Linked DNA regions of Mus musculus: regions 1 and 2 are each linked to region 3. Evidence: chromatin contacts called from public Hi-C data. All regions are on one chromosome and are shown on one strand. The core of a region is the stretch at or near the end of the contact, and the rest is flanking DNA. Distances in the headings are between cores, read along the strand shown.

Region 1 (2,700 bases), core at 188-2,687, 700 kb before region 3:
TGTTCCTTTTATCATATTTCTTTTGAATTTTTTGATCTTTTTGGTTGTTTGTTTGTTTGTTTAAGATCTCTTCCTCCTCAGGTGTCAGCTTGGCCCCTTGCTTGCAGCCCAGGGTCAGTGCATAGTGTGACTGGTACCACTGTCAGTACTGTGTGCCATCAGTAAGCACAATGCAATTGTTCACCAGGGTCTTGGTGCAGACCGGCTCGTTATGGGGTGCATGGTAGACAATATTAATAATCTTTGCTTTGTAAGTAAAACACGCATAGCCCTAGGAAAAGTTCCCCAAGTTCCATCTCAGGGCACAGTACTCCTTCTTGCTTTCTGGAACTCAGACTGCATGTATATCCTGAGGGACAGGCCATCCCAGCTCATACTTTCCATTCCTGTGATAGGGCTTTCTCTTACCTTAGTCATGTGGCACTTCTGCCGGCTGCCCTGAGAGATGCCCAGTGCTAGGTGTTGGCTGGAAAGAGTAGTTATATTTTTCAATTTGTTCCTTGTCACAAAACTAGGAACTCTGAGAGAACAAACTATCTGATTTGTTTTTACTGTGGTACCCTTAAGCACAGCACTGTGGATAACAAATATCAGAACCAACAACATTTTCTGGTTAAATTTGTTTTTTGCTTCAAAAATTCTCAGCCAGACTTTTATGCCTGGCTTCCTTGATTTGTCTGATTGTTACAATTCAGATTCTCAGTGGCATAATCCTGTAGATGACATTGAAGGAACAACCCCAGCTATGAAGACTGGGTCATGAATCCATCGCAAGGGCCACTCACAAATAAACTACATTTAGATCATAAAGAGGAAGGAAAAGAAAGAAAGTAACTCCTCCTTGGAACTAAGTCATTCATTGGCAACAGTTCATGGATGTCTGAAAGGTAGACCTTCTTTGATTCTGTGGTGTAGCTGTGTGAGAGAGACCTGTACAATTGACAGAGTAATTGGATTTTGAATCACTTAAAAGCTCCGACCTCTGTCTTGTCCCTCCCACTTCTAAGCCATTTATTTTCTTTGATAGTTCCTGATTATTTCGTGTCCTCTTTTTTTAAATGTATTTTGAGATCTTTGTTTCTATTTCAGAGCACCATAATTTGCACCTGCAAATGAGGAGATAACATGGTGAGAGAGTTCACTGATTTGAGATTAAAATCCCAGGTCTCCCCTCACAATCTGTTAACAAGGAGAGATTACTCATCTGCTCTCAGTCTTGACTGCTTTGTTTGTAAAACTGTAGCAATCCTATTTGTTATATATAACAGTGAAGTAAATGAAATAAAATATGTAGAAAGGTCTCAACACAAAGTGTGGCACTTACTAAAGGCTAAGTGGTTTTTATAATAATGATTTTCTTTTCTTCTGTATCCACTGGTGCATAAAGCCTTTCTGGAAGTCTAAGAAACTACTTCCTGCCCAGTGACCCATGATGCCTGTCTCAACAGATGTCAACTGATAGACAGTTCTCCATGGTACACAGGGTTAGAGCTGAGTTCTTCCCGCCCTCAGTGCTATCCGTTACTGCAATATCACATGTGCAAGTGTGCAAGTGTACAAGTTTGCAAATGTGCAAGTGTGATACACCTCAGCCTACATTTCCAAGCTTTCTTCAAACCACACTCTTCCTGTCCTGCAAACAGCCACCACTTGGCAATTCAAGACTAAAGATAGGCTGCCCTTTTGCTGATCTGACAGCGATATGAACCTTTAGAATGTCCAACAGGGACTTTTATGTTCCCAGGAACGTGGTTAGAGAAACATGGTATAACTGGATACCTTGGAATTCTACCCCTACCCCGTGTGTGTGTGGGTACAGCTGGAAGAGACTGGAGCAAGGGGATCCAAAAGCAGAGTTCAGGCTAGAGCTTAATTTATCTGGGGTCGGTAATGCTTGGTCTCTCTAGGCAGCCAGAGTCCCTTCTGTCTGATACTCTTAGCAATGCCAGTGTTCCTGGGCATAGGGGCTGGCCTCTCCCACCAAGGCCTTGGAAGCGACCAGGAAACCTCATAGCTTCTGCTGAGCATGTCAGAGCTGTTCCAGCATTAACTGATGCAGACTTCCTGTGGTGCCCATTCCTCAAATGTCCACTAGACCCTTCTCATAACTCCTCCCCTTTGATAACATCTCTTTCCCTTAACATTTGCTAGGTGGACACTTAAATAACATGAAGATCAAGTCAAGCATGGGGGACCAGAGAAGAATCTCGGGATTAACAGAAGGAGAAGAGATCCGCTGTAGTCCAGTACCCTTGGATTAAACCCTGAAGATCAGCACCCTCCTCCTTCCCTCAGGATACAGTCTGTGGTCCCTCTGCTTTAAAATCTGCGGCTCTATTCACAGTAGTTGCTCACCTTTTATTGCTGAAAAGCTTGGCCTATGACTACACAAGACTAGGGATGAAGTGGTACCTTGTTGAGAGGATTTTTTTTTTTAAAGAAATAATTCGGCAAGAAAAATAGCCATGAGCATAATTCAATAAGCAAACTCGCGGTGAGGATGAAGCACATGCAGAAGGTCATAAAACTTCCCAGCAAAGGAAATCAATGTCTTTAAGTATGATTTGTCATTTGGAATTTGGAGTCTAAGCCACAGTGCCTTCCCTGGGGTACGAGCATTTAGTGCTAGACAAAGAAGATTAGCTTTCTTTCCTACAGAGCAGAAAGAAGTATGCTTTTCTGGTGAGCCCAGCAAGGAGG
Region 2 (2,792 bases), core at 246-2,745, 680 kb before region 3:
AGGATCCAAGCTGGGTCTGACCTGAAAGCGTCTTCCCTGGGGGCCAGATCTCATGGGAGTGGATGGTGCTATACAAACTGCCACAGGAGTGAAGTAACCAATAGTCCTGCCTGGCTGTGATGTCTAGGAACCACCACAACAAGCATTGCAAGGTAGCCCTGCATAAAGGTACAAGAGTGGCACACATATATTTGTCCTAACCACTGTGGTGGCTTGAATAGGAATGGCCCCCAGAGGTTCATATATTTAGATGCTTGGTCCTAAGGGATTAGCACGACTTGATAGGAATTAGGAGGTGTGGCCTTGTTGTAATAGGTGGGTGGGCTTTGAGGTTTCAGAAGTTCAAGCCAGGCCCAGTGGCTTCCTCTTTCTCTTCCCACTGCCTGCTGATCTAAATGTAGAACTCTTGGCTCCTGTCTAGTAGCATGTCTGCTAGCATGAGCGCCTGCGTGCTTCTCACCATGACAAGAGTGGACTAAACTACTGGACCTGCTAGCCAGTCCCAATTAAGTGTTTGCCTTTATAAGAATTGCCATAGGTGTGGCGTCTCTTCACAGCAACAGAGCATCAACTAAAACACCAGCACTGCTGCCTTTGCCAGGGGAGAACCATGAGCAGATCCGGTAAGGACCGGCCATCACGGAAGCGGGGTCTGAGCCTCGCTGAACTGTGCTGTCACAGACCCTTGAGATTCTACCTGGAAACCTGGTTGAGTTGAGTGATGTTTTCAGTCATTTTAGCCCCAGGTATAAGGATGAGGGGCTGCTTTGGATGATGGGCAGTAGCGGACCATAATTCCCCCCATGCTCTAGCAGAAGCACGGTTTTGCCAGCTGCAGATAATTTCTGCAATTGGGTGATGTTTGGAATTCTGGGAACTTTTCAGAGGGTGCATAAGTGCTTAGGGCCCTGAGAGGAAGTTGGTGGTGATTGTTGGTCATGCAGGGGGTTGGTTCTGGTTTGTTAGTAGTTGTGTTCAAAGAAGAAACAAAAAGAAAGATTTATTATCTAGTGATGGGGGGTAAATCCAGGGAAATGAAGGATAAGACTTCCCTAAAGATGAAGGATGAAAAAAAGAAGAACCCACAAAGTAACAAAGACTGGCTACAATTGAGCCTGACTAGTCCGTGACTTCTTACAGGAATGAGTATAATAAATTAGTATTATGTAAAACTCAACTGTGGTAATTTACTGCTACAGCAATAATCAAATGATACAGATAACTTCACAGTGGCAGCTGGCTCTCCTGGCTCCCAACCCACAAATGCATGATCCAGCTCGTACACGGATACCTGGTCTGACACACTGTGAGTGGGTTTTTCAGAGTTTATTTCATTACCACATGGGGATCAGGAATCAAACATCATAATTAACCCCCAGAGACAGTAGATTGGTCCACATTAATTAAAAGGTCACAGTCTAAAGGAGGACTTATGAGATTCGCCAAGCCCGTGCAGTTAGGAAGTTGCCCGACACTCTTACACAGGGCTTGTGAGCCACCAGTTTCTAAGGAACTGACTGCCAGCTGACAAGCCCAGCCTGGCACCTGTGCAGAGCGTACCGTTCTGGAATGATTTGTTTTTATTCTGGTTTCAATCTGTATCTCCTTTCAGATTGTTATAAGTAATTAACTCTGAGTAAATGGCCCCCAGACATTAATGGATACTAATCACTGGGGTGGATATGATTCCTGGGACCTGAAGCAGAGCACCCTCCAGTTTGTCCCTATTCTACTTCAGAAGAACAAACCTCCCCGTTTTCTGATCCCACGGGGCTTCTTCGTGTAAAAGAAGAGAAGCGGAGTCATGAGAGCAGAACGACCCTCATTGTTGAGGGCAAAACCATCATGGCTTAGAAAACTGTTTGCTCCACAACCACAAAGGCCTGGGCTCTGATCCCCTGCAACAGAGAAGCCGCCCAGGGCATTAGAGTCTTCCTTTACCCCACTTCACCCATGCAGTCCAGTGTGAAGTTTACAATGCTACAGTGTTGGATGGCATGCCTAAGAGAGGACATGAGCTTGCAATGCTTTAAAACAAAGTGTGTCTAAGGTTATATCTGAGTGGGTAGTTACCTATAAACATAAACCTCAGAGTTTCTTACAAGGGGGAGCTCTCTCCCCTTTGGTATTTATAGAAGCTGTGTTTAGAGGAGTCACATGATGTCATGATGTATAAATCAAGACACACACACATGCCCTAGTTTGCTTTCTGTTGGCGTGATAAACACAACCACCAAAAGTGACTTGGGGAGGAAAGGGTTTATTACATCAAACACATTATAATCTTATAAAAGGATGTCAGGACAGGACCTCAAGCAGAAACCATAGAGGAATGCTGCTCACTCGCTTGCTTTCTCTGGCTTTCACCATTCTCCTGTCTATTTCTGTGAGATCAACTTTACTTTTAGATTCTACCTGAGTGGTAGCACCAAGCTGGCCCTCACTTATTTCTCTAAACATAGTGATTTCCAGCTCCGTCGGTGTATTGCAATGACAGGATGTAATGCTTCTATGACTGCTTTCTCTTCTACTCAGTATGTGCGCCATCTCTTCCTTAGTCATTCATCACTCAGTGGGCACTTAGCTTTCCTCCAGCACAGACTTGATGTTAAAGTTGCATGGCGTCTTCTCTGAGAGCATCAGAAGTCGCACAGACAGACAAGTGCCCTTGAAGAGTGTGAACGTAATTTTCCTTCAGGATCCTCTATGACTGGTCTTAAGTATCTATGTGAACAGGGTTTTAGCCTCTGTAAGACTTAACTATTGTGGAAGTAGAAAGAAATTAAGGAGTG
Region 3 (2,700 bases), core at 189-2,688:
ACTCCACTTCCTACCATGATATATTGCATCTAGATGTGCCCCAAAGCATGGGAACCAACTGATTATGGCCAGAACCTCCAAAACTATGATCAGAATTACATATTTTCCCTTACTGCTAATTGTCAGGTGTCTGTGTCAAGCACTGTAAAGTTGACTGACTTATGCTCTCATCAGAGGTGGTGCATTGGTTAAAGTTAGCTAGGACCGAGGCCAGCAAGATGACATGGTTCATAAAGGCAATTGATGAAGAAGTCTAGCAGTGTGGTTCACCTCTGGTGGAAGGAGGGAACAGATTCCACAAAGCTGTTCTCTGGCATGTGCCATGGTACCTTACACAGAAAAATAATAATGGACAATAATTTAAATTACCAAGATGGAAATATACTTTTAAAATGTTTGTGATAAAATACATTCTTTTATTTATCAGTAAGACATTTTCAAATATGATATATATTTTTTTAAAAAGCAAGCAAGCAAATGCCATGTATAAAATGGGATCCATTATGAATGTGGAATGTGCAGAAGTCAATGTATCTTTGATGGCATTCCAGTCTCTAAGGCCTGGACAATCTCTGCACAAGCATCCTGCCCATTGGGGCAGGTTCTTCCCACAGTAAATCATTGGTAAGAACTCTCCTAAGACTTCTGTCTATGCCTTATGGAATTCCTAGGCCCTGTTCTTGACTTCCATTATCAGCATTGCTAGCCTAAGGGAGCTGATGGGCTTGGTACCAGGGCTTAAGTGCAAACTCTTTGAACAGATTGAAACAATAGAGCTTAATCATTTTTTTTAAATAATCAATCAAGCAAGATTCTTCTACACTTATCAGCCCTGTTTTACTAAGAATTAAGGAGAAAATGGCTGAGTTTACTGTTATAACAGCAACATCATAAAAATTAGTAATATCTTCAACTGCACTTATAAAATTATGATGTTGACAATTGTAATCATATACATGCACTTCTAATCGAGGAACTGAATGTCCTTCCTTTTGATAATTAGCTTTAAGTGAGGTAGCAGAACAGAGTGTTTGTAGAAGGGGATGAAGGAGATTCAAGTTTTATCTGAGAAACAGGAGGTGGAGGCATTGGCAGGCTCAGTTTGGCCAGAAAACAGCAAGGCAACAGCTGTCATTTCCTCTGCTAAGAACTAGAGCTAGATCCAAAGCCAGTCCAGTTGGGGAAGGAGATGCTAGCTGAACGAAGGGGGACCAGAGCCCCTTCTCCTTCCCCATCTCTTCCTCCGGAGTTCCATTTCTGCATTACCTTTGCACGTTTCAAGTTGCTGCGATGTTTACCTTCTTGTCTGTTATTCTGAATGTGAGCTGGAGCAGGGAGGGCGTGTCTGGCTTCTGTGCACATCCCCCACCATCGCCAGGGCCAGGTGCAAATGCTTGAGAGACGTGTGTTAAATCAAGTGGAAAGCATTCTGAGAAATAGAGACGCATCCAAATGTGGCTGGATGTGTTTACAGGGGCTGTACCCAGTTCCTGGAGACCATCACACAGGCTGAAGGCAGACACCGTGGGCAGCACTGGGGAGCTTGTTTCCAGCTCTAGCTGGGGGCAGCTCAGCAACTGTCAGTTCTGTGAGGCGTGAGGGTTTTGGGTAGGATTTGCAGTATAATTCTGAGTTCTTCCTAAGTGGATACAATTTCAATGGTGCGTTAGATTTTTTTTTCTTTTTTTAAATCAGAAAAACAAAAACATCTTGGGAACATTAGTAGAGACTCTTGCAGGAAGGTCCAAGTCTGTGACTAACTTGCCACATGAAATACATAATGTCCTGGAGGTAATATTAAGTGAATCACTCGTTTTATTTTTCTAGAATGTCAGTTTGTGCTATTTTTCTTAAAACCATATGTCATTATGAGAAAATATCAGACCTCACATTTAAGGCTCTTTCAGTATTGAATAGGATTTTTAAAAAAAATTTTTTTTTTATGATCAAGACCATAATATTAATCCCCACTGCTTAGAATGTTTGTGTGAGAACTAGAAATGACGGCTAAATGTACCCGTCCACACTGGAAGGACCAAACCCTTCTAATCCTACATTCAGGACATTTTCAGACGTAGTGGGAGGAGTCTTGTGATTTAACACCAAACTTCTTCATATTTTCATTTTAATTATGTTTGCACATATTAGCTTCTGTTGGTTAAAAATCTGTTTTTGAAATATATTCCTCACATGAATTTCCTGTATATGTAAAATCATGCCTTGTTTTTTTTTATGCAGATAATTTCAATCATCTGTATGTTTCTTTAACCTTTTTCCATCTCTTAAAATGTAGTTTATTTTCTAGCTGTTCATGATTTTGCCCCAGGGCGCTGGGTCAGTGTGTCTTAAATACTTACGTTTTGGACAAACTACCCGTGAGGAAACTAATCAAGTTATGGATATAACGCATATGAAGAAGAACAGCCGCACTGGCAGTTTCAATATAGGCTCCATCTCACGGAGTGGCCTGAAGGGGAAATAAATAAATAGATCAATAAATAAAAATGAGTAAGTGGTTGGTTACTCCCAGAACATTTTTGCTAATATTGTACCATTAGAGCTTTCAGGTAAATCACTGTTATAGGCCACTGGATATTTATTTTATTTTACTTATTTTAATTTTTGGCACTCTTTATCTTATTGGGCTTTTTGTTTTTTATTTTTTATTTGTGTGTGTGTGTGTGTGTGTGTGTGTGTGTG

What was found. Hi-C and Micro-C count contacts between places; a contact is called where the count stands out from the background.
Region 1: a Hi-C map of pro-B cells shows a contact between it and region 3, with 4 times the contacts expected there. The contact joins two enhancer-like sites. A contact is called at or near these places in 2 of 484 Hi-C or Micro-C datasets (large pre-B cells and pro-B cells).
Region 2: a Hi-C map of pro-B cells shows a contact between it and region 3, with 5 times the contacts expected there. The contact joins two enhancer-like sites.

What each region holds. Positions count from the first base shown.
Region 1 is chr3:53,276,749-53,279,448 of GRCm38.p6, forward strand. No RefSeq gene overlaps it. Among named protein-coding and RNA genes, the nearest start is that of Gm40048, 120 kb to the right of the region's middle. Within about 2 kb of position 1,438, at least 14 of the 459 cell types and tissues checked have an H3K27ac peak or open chromatin away from gene starts, as enhancers often do. A contact at or near this core is called in pro-B cells, where this site is marked.
Region 2 is chr3:53,295,901-53,298,692 of GRCm38.p6, forward strand. No RefSeq gene overlaps it. Among named protein-coding and RNA genes, the nearest start is that of Gm40048, 98 kb to the right of the region's middle. Within about 2 kb of position 1,496, at least 8 of the 459 cell types and tissues checked have an H3K27ac peak or open chromatin away from gene starts, as enhancers often do. A contact at or near this core is called in pro-B cells, where this site is marked.
Region 3 is chr3:53,973,918-53,976,617 of GRCm38.p6, forward strand. No RefSeq gene overlaps it. Among named protein-coding and RNA genes, the nearest start is that of Gm31026, 50 kb to the left of the region's middle. Within about 2 kb of position 1,439, at least 36 of the 459 cell types and tissues checked have an H3K27ac peak or open chromatin away from gene starts, as enhancers often do. A contact at or near this core is called in pro-B cells, where this site is marked.